5 separate regions of the Mus musculus genome follow, and all the other regions are linked to region 2. Evidence: chromatin contacts called from public HiCAR-type and promoter capture Hi-C data. All regions are on one chromosome and are shown on one strand. The core of a region is the stretch at or near the end of the contact, and the rest is flanking DNA. Distances in the headings are between cores, read along the strand shown. Region 1 holds the start of Baz2a (bromodomain adjacent to zinc finger domain, 2A). Region 2 holds the start of Ctdsp2 (CTD (carboxy-terminal domain, RNA polymerase II, polypeptide A) small phosphatase 2). Region 3 holds the start of Gls2 (glutaminase 2 (liver, mitochondrial)). Region 4 holds the start of Stat2 (signal transducer and activator of transcription 2). Region 5 holds the start of Lrig3 (leucine-rich repeats and immunoglobulin-like domains 3).

The links. Promoter capture Hi-C pulls out the DNA fragments that hold promoters and counts their contacts. HiCAR-type assays count read pairs that join an accessible place to other places.
Region 1: a promoter capture Hi-C map of pre-B cells shows a contact between it and region 2, with 4 times the contacts expected there. The contact joins the promoter of Baz2a here to the promoter of Ctdsp2 in region 2. A contact is called at or near these places in 1 of 39 promoter capture datasets (pre-B cells) and 1 of 9 other capture datasets (adipose tissue).
Region 3: a promoter capture Hi-C map of pre-B cells shows a contact between it and region 2, with 5 times the contacts expected there. The contact joins the promoter of Gls2 here to the promoter of Ctdsp2 in region 2. A contact is called at or near these places in 1 of 39 promoter capture datasets (pre-B cells) and 1 of 115 datasets of contacts at active chromatin or transcription factors (pancreatic cancer cells).
Region 4: a contact with region 2 is called in a promoter capture Hi-C map of pre-B cells, with 2.1 times the contacts expected there. The contact joins the promoter of Stat2 here to the promoter of Ctdsp2 in region 2.
Region 5: a HiCAR-type map of astrocytes shows a contact between it and region 2, with 3 times the contacts expected there. The contact joins the promoter of Lrig3 here to the promoter of Ctdsp2 in region 2. A contact is called at or near these places in 5 of 115 datasets of contacts at active chromatin or transcription factors (astrocytes, embryonic stem cells, extraembryonic endoderm stem cells and 2 more).

The regions. Positions count from the first base shown.
Region 1 is chr10:128,091,343-128,094,042 of GRCm38.p6, forward strand. Baz2a (bromodomain adjacent to zinc finger domain, 2A) reads left to right here and starts at 1,441. Exons shown (of 30, transcript NM_054078.2): 1 at 1,441-1,508.
Region 2 is chr10:126,977,436-126,980,135 of GRCm38.p6, forward strand. Ctdsp2 (CTD (carboxy-terminal domain, RNA polymerase II, polypeptide A) small phosphatase 2) reads left to right here and starts at 1,282. Exons shown (of 8, transcript NM_001113470.1): 1 at 1,282-1,866. The coding sequence starts at 1,803. It overlaps Gm40798 (a long non-coding RNA gene), which reads right to left and starts at 85. Exons shown (of 2, transcript XR_872169.3): 1 at 1-85.
Region 3 is chr10:128,193,320-128,196,019 of GRCm38.p6, forward strand. It overlaps Gls2 (glutaminase 2 (liver, mitochondrial)), which reads left to right and starts at 1,316. Exons shown (of 18, transcript NM_001033264.3): 1 at 1,316-1,588. The coding sequence starts at 1,407.
Region 4 is chr10:128,269,237-128,271,936 of GRCm38.p6, forward strand. It overlaps Stat2 (signal transducer and activator of transcription 2), which reads left to right and starts at 1,262. Exons shown (of 24, transcript NM_019963.2): 1 at 1,262-1,481. It overlaps Apof (apolipoprotein F), which reads left to right. Exons shown (of 2, transcript NM_133997.3): 2 at 1-2,014. The coding sequence ends at 723.
Region 5 is chr10:125,964,783-125,967,482 of GRCm38.p6, forward strand. It overlaps Lrig3 (leucine-rich repeats and immunoglobulin-like domains 3), which reads left to right and starts at 1,437. Exons shown (of 19, transcript NM_177152.5): 1 at 1,437-1,929. The coding sequence starts at 1,694.

The DNA of each region.
Region 1 (2,700 bases), core at 191-2,690, 1.1 Mb after region 2:
ATATTTTAAAGGTCATTTCCATCCCGGTGTTCGTGTTCTCTAAGGTTTGTAGAGAACCTTTCTCTCTCGCTAGCTGTAACTCTTTGTTTCCTTCATCCTTTACTGTCCCCTTCAACCACAGTCCTAAAGTATTAATATAGTTCTAACCTTCCTCCATATTTCTCCGGTCGGCCCTGTCCTCGCCTCCTCCCTCTCTCCACCCAATGAAAGCCCCGCCCTTCCCTCCTCCCTCCCACCCCAGTCTGTCATACAGGGACATCACCCTACAGCAGTTCAGGCTGTGTCGTTCGCAGGAAGCATACATTGGCTTTTTTGGGGTTTGCGAGTTCCCAGCCCATAGTTGGACAGGATCCAACAGTAGCCTTCAATTGAAGCAAGACCCAAGGACAGTGAGAATCTGGGTCCTAATCCTGAGTCCTGCCAGCCTGACATGGGTAAGTATGATAGCTGCCCCTGGGAAAGGCCTGAGGGATGCCCAGCTCCCTCTCTGGCTGACTCAGCAGGGGTGGGGCCTAACCTTTGCTCTTTTGGGGGAGTGAAGGAAGAGAAACGGACTGTGGGGGGGACACGGGGCTTAGCTGGTGAGCTGCTGAGCATTGGCAAGCTCCAGCTCTAAGGAAGAGCCTGGGGTTGTATCTTAGGTTAGGGCTTCCTTCCTCACCCTAGAACCCCCCGCTCCAATTTAAGTGCAGAGATTCAAGTAGTATTTTACTGTATTCATTACTAGTTCAGTCTTGGTCTTGTAAGAGATGCTTCCCCTCCCCCTAGTTTCTCTCGGTGTTTCTTCCTCCCCCCTTTAACCCACCACCGGGTCGGGGCTGCACTGAGCAGCTGCTTCCTGTTGCCCCAGAGGTTGCTGCAAGGGTGGTGGTGGTGGCTGGGGCCAAACCGAGCAATGAATAAAGTCGATTCTTAGCCCTGCATCAGCCTCACGACCCTGTTACGGATGGCCTCCACCATTGACAGGACAGAGAGCGTTTTGCCTCTGTGGTTTCCTGATTCCAGATTTGTACAGCTGTAGTACGGATAGGGCCGGGAGAAGCCTGTTTACCTAGCAGGGCGCTGTGCGTGACCCCGACATGCTCTCGGCCTTGAGTTCCCTCTCCTGCTCTCCTAGGCCTCCTTGAATCTTTGTGGCTCCCACTGTCTCTCCAGCCTCCTTTGTGAATAAGTCTTAGCTGGGCGCCCCGTGCCGGCAAAAAGAGCTCTTCAAGTACTCCAGTTCAGACCCACCGCTGTCCCCAACTACGCCGCAGAAGTTTCTGTCTTTTCCTGCATCTGGGATCCTTCCTGGTTCTGGCCCCTAGGAGACGCCACCCGCCGTCCCCTCCCCCAGCGGAGCCTTCGCGACAGCCGTCCCTGAGCGCTCGTCCTCACCCGGGTGGCTCCTGCCCCTTTAAGCGCCGCCCCCCCCCCCTCCGCCGCCGGCCTCGGGCTGGGGGAGGAGGCGCCGCCGCCCGGCTCGGCCACCTGCGCCGCCGCCGCCGCCCGGCCCGGCCCTGCTTCAGGTGAGGCCCGGCATCCGCCTCCAGGCCCGGGGTCCAGGGCAGGGCGTCCCCGCAGCCGCTTCCTCCCCTGGGATCCAAGCTCTGACCTTCCCTGCGCCCGCTGCCCTTGCTCTCTCCCCCGCCCTGCCTCCTCGCCCGTTCCTCCCCTGTCCTCTGCGCCCGGGATCCGGAGGCTTCTCACGCCTCTCCGCCATCCTCTCCCGGGAACCCCTCCTATTCCGGCCCTGGATCTCCCCTCCCCCGCGCCTCCCTCGCCAGAAAGCTCTCCCGCGGTCTGGGTTTCGCCTCCTCTTCTCTGGAACTAGCGCTTTCCCACGCCATCCTAACCCCGGAGGGGGGGGGAGATAACCGCCACCCCAACCCCTCTCCTGGTAGTGCGGGGGGCGGGGGGTACGACGCACGTTACGGGCGCTGTCCGCCCTGCTCCGCTCACCCTTCAAGTTCAGCTAAGTCTCACCTAAAGCTTTTCTTGCCGAGTTTGGGGTCGGACCCGAGCACCGCCCCCTGATCTCGGTGGGAAGGGCGCTCGGCCCCGCTGGAGCTGGCCCCTCCCCCTAGTCCGGGCGCCGGGGGCAGCGGCGCTGCGGGAACCTTGTGATACTCCGCTTCAGCGGCTGTTGCGGCAGAACAAGACTGGGGCTAAGTCTCTAAGGGATTGGGGGTGCTGGGTAAGGCAAAGGAAGCCCAACCTTCTCTATTTCAGGTTACTCCAGAAAACAAAACAAACAAAAACCCCGAGATGTCACTGTCTTATATGCCTATCATATGCCCAGCTGTCCGTTGGGGAATTTGGAGACTAAATCCGAGGGGCGCAGACCCACTTGGAGAAGGGGAGGGGTTACAATCTTTTTGGCATATTATGAGAGAACCTAACCTTACCAAAATACGGTGAGATTGTCTCCTCCGAACCTGAGTGCCGAAAAGGAACCAATGGGAATTGCTACAGGGCCAAGAGCTGTGGCTAAGGCAAGATCGGTTCAGTCATGGAGTGGGAGGTCTTTATAATTACCCTACCTTCAATAGGAAATACTCTTTCCATCCAGCTGAGCCCCGAGCTCCTTCTCTAGTGCCCCTGCCTCCAGAATTAGTAGAATGGGTGTCAGGGTTTGTCTTATACTACTCTGAGTCACAACTAAAGGTGCTGGGAAGGGCGCAGTGTGTGTGTCCTGTAGTGCTTAAGGTTGGATGCTTG
Region 2 (2,700 bases), core at 32-2,531:
CTCTAACAGTCACATTCATTTTAGAAAAACAGCATTTTCATTAAAATGGTGTTATGTAAAAAAAAAAAAAAAAAAAAAAAAGAAGAAAGAAAAGGGGGAAAAAAGGGGAAAAAAGAGCAGTGTGTGTGTGTGTAGAAACATTCGCACTTGTAAGGAACATAGGATATATACATATGATGATAGTGCCTTGTAGGTTATGACCTACTTGGACAAGATGAAGAGACACAAATGTCTAGCTATGAGGACTGCAGTAGGAAAGCCACCAGGTGCCCCCCACCCCCCATTCCCCAGGAACTATGGCCTTGAATCATAGTAACTCATCCATCACCAAAAAGCATTTGAAATGGGTCAATGGGATGGTTTAGCCAGTAAGAGCGCTTCCCAGGAAAGCCGAGTTTGATTCCCAGAGCCCACTGTGGAAGGATAGAAGAGACCTCCTTCAGGTGCAATGGGGTGCATATACAGCATACAATTTTTACAACAACCCGATACAGAGTTAAAACTGCTTCTTTGGAGCTGCTACTCCTAGCAGACAAGTGGAGAAACCCTTCCTGAGAAACCTTAAGTTTGGGAGTTCAAACCTGAGCCTGGGCCTAAAAAATGAGGGAGAGCTTTCTGGGTCCACTAAGCACCTCTATCCTCCTCAAACTGAGGATGGAACCATGAGATGGGAGTTGGGGGTGGGAGGGGGAGCTGGACTGGGAGGATAGGGTAGATGCCTGAGTGGGAGGGGCTGGCACCTAAGGTGGCCTTAATACATAAGGTGTCATTTCCAGAGGTCAGTTCCATTCCTCACACTCTGGAGTCTCGGTTCCGCCCCCTACACACTCCTTCCCAGGTACATATCAGCGGTATTCTTATATAAGGCACTGGGCTCTAAGCAGGAAATACCGTAACTGCCTCGAACCCAATCTGGCTTCTCCATTTTTCCCCAGGTTTCGTAGGGCGGAACCATTGAGCCTTCTTGGAGTAAAGCGTCGGAAACACAAACACCCCAGCACCGAGCACGGAAAGCGGAGCGTTGGAGTGGCCTTTTTAAGTAGTTGGGAAGGGGGTGTGGCCGAGAGGACCAGGAGGCCGCAGCCCAGCAAGCGGGGAGTGGCCCGGGGGCGTGGCCGTGGCGACTGGAATGTTGTTGGGTCCTTGCACCGCATAGTAAGGAGGGGCCACGCCCCCTTTCTGCGAGCGGGCCAATCGGAGTGCCGGAGCGGTTTCAAGTCTCCCCCGCCAGCCTGCCCGCCCGCCACCCCACCCCCCTCGGGGATTCGCTTTTTCCGTAAGAAAATAGCAAACCTCTGCAGGGTCCGCGGCCCCCGCTGCTCGCCGGAGGAGGGTCCCGGGGCCTAGGACGCTGGCCTGGAGCGGAACGCGCCGGCAGGCGGCGAAGAGGCCGGCCCAAGATCTGGGAGGAGCGCGGGGGTGGGCGCTGCAGCCGCGGGTTGTTTATCTGGAGTACGGAGGGGAGGGGGGAGCCTGGAAACCGCCCCGTGTCCCATTTCCTCCTCTTGTTTTCGCTCCGGATTCTCCATGTTGGACCCAAACTGAGGAGCCCGGAGCTGCCACCGGGGGATCGGGGCTGGGGGCACCGGGGAAGCCGCCGCCTGGCCCGCCCGCCCTCTGTGCAGGCCGCCTCCCTTCCCGGCCCGGGGAGGAAACGCGAGGGGGATGTGAACAGCTGCGGGAGTCGGAGTCTCGGGAGCCGGAGCCCGACGGGCCCCCGCCCAGGCCCCCCAGCCCAGCCCGCCTGCGCGCCCGCCCGCGCGTCCTCCCGCCCAGCCAGCCCGGGCCCGCGGGATTGTTAGATGGAACACGGCTCCATCATCACCCAGGCGCGGAGGGAAGACGCCCTGGTGCTCACCAAGCAAGGTAGGGGCGCAACTTCCCAAAACTTTGTGTCGCCCCCGAACGGGGAGGGGGCGGAGGATCCGGCTGGACCCGGGGTCCGTCGGTCCTCGCGCACCCGTCGGGCTCTCGGACCCCGGTGGGGGCTGAGCGAGGCCCCGGCTGCCAGCGCCGGGCGGGAGGGTGTCATCCGCGCAGCTGTCACCCGTCCGGCCACCCCTCCCCCCCCGGGGGCAGTCAGAGGCTCGGGAGGGCGCGCGTCGCGCCAGGCCACCCGCGCCGCCCCCACCCGAGCCGCGGAGATGGAGTGGTCACTCCTCCCCCACCCACCACCGCTGCGCGCCTGCCCCGGGGCTCTGGGGAGGGTACGAGGGGTCCCGAGCTGGAACGCCACCGGGACCGGAGTTTTCACGCAGGACCGGGATGCCCGGGAGCTCGGCGGTGGCGGCGCGGGGACTCGGGACGAAGTTCACCGGCCCGAGGCGGGGGCGGTGGTGGGGGAGGGGGGAGGGCCGCGGTCACTGCCGGGCGCGGGACTCTCTTCGCGGCTCGGCGGAGCAAACAAGCCGGACCCGAGGCCCGGCCGGAGCCCCTCCCTGCCCCGTGCGCTCCCCCGGGGCCGCCGCTGCACAGACACAGCCGCGTTTGTTTAGCCCGGGAGCGGTGTCCCTGGTTACATAATTCGCCGGATGGCATCAGACCCAGCGTGTTTCTGAATCGCGCAGCGAAAAAGTGCGAGTTTGTCTGTGGGCAGAGGCTCGCGACCCCCCACCCCGATTGCAGGGGGAGGTCGTCGGATTGAAGCAAACAGGGACGTCCGCAGGCAGGCCCTATCTGGGGTGTGCTTGGGGAGCGAAG
Region 3 (2,700 bases), core at 66-2,565, 1.2 Mb after region 2:
GACTCCAGGAATGCTGACCACCACATTTTTAATTCTCCTAAATTTTGTGCATTTTCTCCACTACAAACCAAGACCACACCTTTAATCCCAACACTCTGGAGCCTAAAGTAGGTGGATCTGAGAGTTTGAGGTCAGGCTGGTCTAGCTCGTAAGTTCTAAGAGATACGGAGAGGCCAGGTCTTAAAACTAAAAACAATTGGGGGAGCACGTATATGTTTTGTGTTTCTTTGCTTTTTTGTCGTGTGTGTGTGTGTGTTTGTGTGTGTGTGCACGCGCACCGGCATGCGTGTGGTGTTGCACACCCCTGCAATTCTAGCACTTGAGAAGTTGAGGTAGAAGGTTGGCCACGAATTCAAGGCCAACACGGGCTACAAACTGAGTACTACGGCAACAAGGGCTATATCTCAAAGCCCTGTTTCTAAAACAACAATAAAAAAAGATTTCAGCCGGCCCAGCACTTGGGAAGCAGAGGCAGGCGGATTTCTGAGTTCGAGGCCAGGCTGGCCTACAAAGTGAGTTCCAGGACAGCCAGGGCTATACAGAGAAACCCTGTCTGGGGGGGGTGGGGGGGGGGAAGATTTTGAGTTCACTGGCTTATTTTAATACGTGAACTTTAGAGAAAGAGAACTTTAGAGAGAGACTATAAGTCCTCCGCAGCCACCAAATGACCTAAGAACCTGGGCTCCATGACGCCTAGCAATGAAGCGCGGCGGGCTGCTTCTGGACCGTCTTTCTGTCCACTCAGCGCCAGCGCGCATCCGTGATTGGGGTGTTTGCAGCCCGCACCGCCTGCCTGTAAGTGTGCACTGGCCACCCCTGGCCTTCGAACATGGAAGGTCACTACGTGGCTCCCGCATCCCGCTCGCTCTCATCTCTCTTTGAAAGTGTGGCGTTTTCATCTGCACCAGAGCACTCCGTCGTCCCCAGCCCTGGCGCGTTTCCACGAACTCCGACTGCGCAGAGGCCGATCCTCTCCCCGCCAAAGCTCTGACGCGCGCCGGTGTCCCGACTGTCCCAGCCTCCCGCGCCTTTCCCCGCCTCCCAGCGTTCCTCCTCCTCAGTGATTGGACGCGGTTCCTGTCCCTTTTGACTCCAGACCACGCCCCCTCCCCACCCAGCCGCCTCCAGCTTCTCCTCAATCGAACCCGTGGCGCTCCTGGCTGGAGGCTGTGAGGGGACTATGGGTGTACCTGCGGGATCCGAGTCGTCCCGGACTGGCCCCTCCCCGGACCCCAACCACTCCCACCGGGCCGGTCCTTCCCCCCCCCACCCCCCCCCCGCAGGCTCCACTGGCCCCAGGACTGCTCCCGGGCTCCTAGTCTCGCCCGCCACTCTTCCGCCCCTCCCTCCTCGCCGCCGCTCGCACGTCTGGAGCGCCCGGGCCGAGCGGGTGGCGCGCCGGGGGCATGCGCTCCATGAGGGCTCTGCAGAACGCGCTGAGCCGCGCGGGCAGCCACGGTCGGCGGGGAGGCTGGGGTCATCCGAGCCGGGGCCCGCTTCTGGGCAGGGGCGTCCGGTACTACCTCGGTGAGGCCGCAGCGCAGGGCAGGGGGACGCCGCACAGCCACCAGCCGCAGCACTCGGATCAGTAAGGCTCGCGGGACAGGGGCAGGGGACAGGCTGGCTCCCACTCCCACTGTCGTTCTCGCTAGCTCCCTGGGAGTCCCCTTCCCCAGAGAGCGAGCGCATCTCATCTCCTCTCCGCGCTCACTAGCCTGCGATGCCTTTTCCTTTAGATGTGGGGCTTTGGGTCCGCCGCGCTCGGGCGGTCAGGTGCTGTCCGCCGCGCTCGGGCGGTCAGGTGCTGTCCGCCCGGGAGGGCGTTTGGGCAGGTCGGTCTTCGAGATGATGCCTGTCCAAGGTGCGTACTTATTTGGGAACGCAGATGGGCGCGGAGTGTTGCTTGGTGCACGTGTCTGAGTGCAGGGCCGAGTGCACACCTGCCCATCCCCAGCCTCTCTTCTCTGGTCCCAGTATTTTAGGGAATTTTGTGGATATCGAACAGCTTCCTGCCCCAGGTCCAAGTGCGCTTGGGTCTGACTGTGTGGGGTTTCTTGTCTCTGCCTGTCGTCAGTGGGTAATGTGCGGTGTGCGTCATTGCTGATGCGCACGTAGGTGCGTATGTGTCCGGAGTGTTTTTGTAGCAGAGCTTAACCGTGGAATATCTTATATGCTGGCAAAACACTGATAATCAAGTTTCCAACTTGGTTTTGGAATGCGTTGATTATTCATAAATGAGAAAATTGTGAGACAGTTCCTAAACCAGTCAGCTATTGCGTTGCTCTGCCTCTCTAAATTGAAGTGTTTTTCCCCTTTGGGGCCATCTTCAACCCAGGAAGTCGACCCCCCCCCCCCCAGCATACATTGCCCAGGAATGCTTAGTAGCTGGGCTTTCTCTCCAGCCCCAAGAGGAGTGTTTTCAAAGCATGAAATTTGTTATCCTCAGACATCCAGCTGGACGTTGTCCTGGTAGCTCCTGCCTCATTATGGCAGTATAGGAAATGGACCGTTTTTTCCCTATCATATCAGCTTAGTGATATTTAGAAACATATGCACACCATAATTAAATGAACCAGACTGACACAGCAAACTACCTCAACACCAATAAATATGGTTGGGTAAGCAAATACCATTTGCTTATCCGTTCCCTTGTAAGACCTTTGGGGTGAGGAGCCAGAGGCATCCCTGAGTCCTCCTTAC
Region 4 (2,700 bases), core at 12-2,511, 1.3 Mb after region 2:
CTGGTAGGCCTGGCTCTAAGGAATGCTCTGGAGGCAGCTGGCTGCCAGGCTGAGGTCTGGGCTCTTCAGCTTCAGCTTTACCGATTAGGAGGTGTGGAGGCTACACAAGCCCTCATCCACCATCTCCAGGAGCTCCAGAAGAGTGGACACACAGACCGGGAAGTGTCTGTGGATGCCCTGTCCTCTGCTCTGCAGCTCTTAGCCTGGGAGCAGCCAGGTCCAAAGAGGGCCAAACGTTCGATTTCCAACACAGACTGCGACAATGATCAGGAACAGAGTGTCCACAATGTGGTTGACCTACTACCAGCAGTAGGCACCTACTACAACCTAGGCACAGCTTTGTATTACGCCATTAAGAACTGCTCTGACAAGGCCAAGGAACGAGGTCGAGATGGGGCCATAGATCTGGGTTATGATCTCTTGATGGCCATGGTAGGCGCGTCAGGGGGCCCAGCTGGTGCGGTGATCACGGCTGCTCTTAAGCCAGCGATGAAGGCTGGGGTTCAGCGGCTGATCCAGTATTATTATGATGAGAAAGAGGTGACCACCCCTCAGCCAGAGGTGACCACCCATCAGCCAGAGACCGGAAAGGATGCCACCACAGATATCGGTGTTGTGGAAGAAATAGCCATGTCTAATTTTGTGTCAGAAGTTGAAAGTACAACTTCTAACTGGGAGTGGCCTTTATTAAAGAACTATGGTGTCTTGGCGTACAAGAGATAGTAACAAAACAACCAATAAGTGGAAAATTCTGACAAGAGAAGTGTAGATGGATGGATGGGTGGGTGGATGGTTTGGGATACTGTCATCGCTTGCCAGTAATTTCCTTCTTGAAACTTAGATTTTTACACTCTAATGGGGCTGGCTAACTTCCACCTGAACAAGTGATTATAGAAATTAAAAAGCGTTATCATGAACCCACAGTATTTATCATTCATATCCTCAAAAATACCTTATTACCTCAGCTCTTCCCTCCCTATCCTAAGGGACGCAGGTCCCACCCTTTCTATGGAGTCCTAGGTGCCTTCACGCACCCTGGTTTCAGTTTCCTTTCCCTAGAACTCACGGTTCGGTTCGGGTAAATCAGCTGCTAGAATTCCTGGCTAAGACTTTAGTTGGGCTCCGCCCGACTAGGGGGGCGGGAGCGGGCACTAACGAGCTTCTCCCTCTCCGCCAATCACTGAAGTCGGCGGTGTGGTTTCAAGCAGCTTGTCCAGCCCAGCGCTGAACGGGGTTGTGTTTCAGCCAATGAGAGTGACACGCGGGGAGGGCGTGGCTAAGCTTTCGGTCGCCCCACCGATCCCGGAACGCCGAGCGTCCACAGCCGGGTGATCCATTCCGCCAGCCGGGTGACCCATTCCGCTGTTCGCTATCTTGGTCCGCCGGAGTCGGGGGAGGGTGGAAAACGGGTCCTTGAACCGCTTGGAGAATTGGAAGTTGCAGCGAGAGCACTGGAAGGAGCGGCACTGGACCCTCAGAAGGTACAGGCCCCGAAAGGGTGTGCGGAGCGGGGCGGAGGTGCCAGCCGGTTCCCGGGAAGGGCTGCTGCCCCGGGTGATGCCCCTGTAGACAAGGCTTCTGCTCTCTGGCTGAAGTCGAACACCCTGCAGGATGCTGCACCGCTGCACAGTTCTACTTCTCAACCCTGTCGACTTCCTTCCAAAACTCCTCCGCAACCCTTGCAGCTGCTCTATGTACCCATTATGATCCTTGTCATAAGCCAAAGCTTTAACCTCTGCTCTGCGAATCTATTTACTTATTTGTTTGCTTCCTTATTATATTTTTAAAATTTGTATGCATGTTGTGTTTATGTACTAGGTGCGTGCCTGAATTGGCCAGAAGAGGGCCGAATTTACTAGGACTGGAGTTAAGATGGTTGTGAGCAGCCATGTGGGGGCTGGGAACCGAACCCAGGTCCTCTGGAAGAGCAGCCAGTGCTCTTAACCATGGAGCCATCTCTCGAGGCCCTTTACATAATTTTTGATCCTTGCACAAATAAATAAATAAATAAGAAAGACATCCTTGATCATTATGTGTGTGTGTTTGTATAATATATATATATACACATATGTATATATATATATTATATACATATAATACATATAAACTATAGTCCTAGAGGTGAAACTGTTTGCTTAAGGTTACACACAAAGTCTAGTTTATTTCAGAAAACCTTATTCAGTGCAAAACTGATATCGGAGAGTGAAGCCAACTAGAGAAAGTACTTTGTTGCAGCCCCTATAGCCTACGTGCAGTTAGTTCACTTAGGCAGACTTTGGGTGTGAGGGTTGAGACAGGGTTTCTCTGTGTAGCCCTCCTGTCCTGGAAACTCAAAGATCCACCTGCCTCTTCCTCCCAAGAGCTGGGATTAAAGGTGTGCACCAACACCACCCGTCAAGTTTTTGTTTCTTAGAAGCAATACAGGCATATAATTTAAAGAGTCAAGTACCCGTTTGGAGCTGTAGCTCAACCAAAGCTTTCACAGAGAGTAAGGCACGAGGATCAAGGATTGCAAGAAAGCTAAAATGAAAACAAACATTTTGTTTGAAGAGAGATTGGATCAGGGCTATGGAGATGGTTCTTCAGTTAAGAGCACTGTCTGCCCTCCCAGATGTCCTGAGTTCAATTCCCAGCCATGGTGGTTCACAACCATCTATAATCCTAGAGTCCTATAGGATCCAATGCCGCTTCTGATCTGTG
Region 5 (2,700 bases), core at 187-2,686, 1.0 Mb before region 2:
GGGTGTGCCAACTTCAGAGTCTTTTATTTCCCCATGAATGGCCGTGCTTACACAGGTGAACGCTACAGTGCAAGTCAATGGTCATGGGGTTAAAGTCTCAATTCCATCAGCTATCTCATCCTGCATCAACTAGCTGATTAAGTAACCCAAGTCACAGACATGCTTGGGCAGATACCATGCAGCCAACAACCTACAGAAACAGAGCCTTAAAATTAGTTTATGTCACCCTACAAAATGTTAGGTATCTCTTTGGGACCTATTTTCCCTGAGGTGTTAGCAGATCAACTCTGAGGTCTCCATTATTTTCAACACCTTGCTACCCAGGTTACAGGCTGAGTACATCCAGACAGACTTCAGGGGTGCCTGGTATTTTGGTTCTACCTCCTCCCTCAATATACCCCACAGACAGATAAGCTTATTTAAGTCTGGTAGACTTTTCAGTCAAGAATGTCATCATTCAAAAGGCAGGTAGACTAAGGTAAGTGTGTGTGTGTGTGTGTGTGTGTGTGTGTGTAAGCATGTGTGTGCATGTGCACGTGTGTTTGTGCGTGCGTTCGTGTGTGCATGCGCACGTGTGCTTTTTCTTTCAAGGTCTTAGCATATATTAGTGTGGTTGCTTTTATTCTTCTTAGCTACTATTGTTTGGAATCTGATTGCCAACTTGGATTTATTAATTTATTATTTAGTTTATTAATTTATTTAGTTATTTATTAATTTATTATCATTCCCTCCAGCTCCATCTATTATAAACCAAGCTCCCATATCCCAAACCATGTCCTTTGTCCATCCATCTAGCCATCCATCCATGTGCACATACGTTTGAGACAGGGTCTCACTGTGTTGTCCTGGCCGGCCCGAAACTCATAGGTCTGCCTGCCTCTTCCATACAGTGCTGGGTTGCCAGGCTATACATATACATCATATACAAATACGCATACATATACATTATATATGTCCAATTTATGGGCATAAAAGACCTCACTGGCACCGATATTAATTTTTTTTATGAAAGCCACTGTTTCATTCGCCAACAATATAATAATCGACACAGTTCTCTCGCTAGGAATTGAAAGGCCTTGGAACACTGCAACTACTTTAACTGTACTCTCTAAAGTTTCCCTTAAGTAACTGCAGCTCAGAGCACCAGCCGGCTCAGTCCTTCGCTGGCTCGCTCCTTCGCTGGCTCGCTCTTGCCCTCCCATTCCATCTGATCTATGGTTCTCAGGACATAGCGGAGACTGCTGGCTGCAGACGCTGGAAAATGTAACTCGGAATTTCCTACAATCTCAGCTCCACTTTCTCCCGGGCGCCGGCTCGGGGCTGGAGCCTTGTTATTGTCACGTGGCCGCGGGTGCCAGGCGGGCCAATGGGCGCGCGCCCGCCTTCTCGCCCCGCCTCGCCGTTCCGCCGCGCCGGGACATCGCGCCCCGCCGCCCGCCGCAGGCGGAAAAGTTTCTCGGCGTGCCATCCCGTTCTCGGACGCCGCTCGGGCTGCCTTCACCGTGGCTGCCGGTCCTCCGCTGCTGGCTCTCCCGCTGTGCAGGGGCATGCGAGGCCTTCAGTGCGGGGACTGAGCCACCAGGAGCACGAGGCGGCGATCGGCGTGTCCAGCCCGGTCTGGGAGTCGGTGCTTTTGGGGGTGCGCGAGGTTGTAGAGCTCCGGGCCGAACCGGAGGCGGCGGGGCGCGCGGCGATGGGTGCTCCCGGACTCCGAGCGGCCACCGCGGCGCTGGGACTGCTGCTGTGCGCGGGGCTGGGGCGCGCGGGCCCGGCGGGAAGCGGAGGCCACGGGGCTCCCGGGCAGCTCTTGGACGACGATGCGCAGCGCCCGTGTCCAGCCGCCTGCCACTGCCTCGGGGACCTGCTGGACTGCAGCCGGCGGCGGCTGGTTCGCCTTCCCGATCCTCTCCCGGCCTGGGTCACACGGCTGTGAGTATCAGTATCATTCCGGTGGGGTGAAGGAGACCGGCCCGCCAGGGGTGCGAGACCAGAAGAGTCCGCCTAGGCCCGGGGCTCAGAGCGCACTATACAGCGCCCAGGCCGCTACCGGAGCCCTGTGGGGGGACTCAGTCTCCCTCTGCATCCGCGCAGGTGGGTTCTTGAGTCGCCACTCCTAGGCCAGCAGACCCGACGCCTGCGATTGGGAGCCAGTCTGCGAGACACTGTATTTTGCAAGTTTTCTTCTGAGTTTATGTAGGAAACTGGCCCAACTGTAGCTTCTCAGGGGTTAGTTAGGGTCCCTAGACGGTCACTGCAGGCGCGCCTTTCTCTTATAACCCCCCTTGCTCAAGCAAAGCCGCACAGACTTTTTCTCTCCGCAGTGCTTAATTTCACATTAGCAGACCATCAGCCTCGCTCCCGGGCCACTTTGAAATGCGTCTGCGTCTTGGTTACTGTGAGAAGTTGGGTGCGAAGACTGATCGGGTAGATTAAGCAAAGGAAGTAGGTTTTCACAACCGAGATCTGGGCAAGTTTAGAGCCTGCGCTGAGTGCTGTTTGGCGGATTTTAGCTGGGAAGCCAGAAACCCCGAAGTCACTGCCAACTGTGTGGATAGAACACGGAAGAAAATATAATTTACTTGGAAATGCGAGTCCTTACAAATGTCAGCTCTCTTTATTCTCTCCCAACCCCTAATTTTGTTAAAATTGGAGGGGGCGTTTAAGCCATAAGCAAAAAAGCAAAAGTTGCACTTAAAAAAA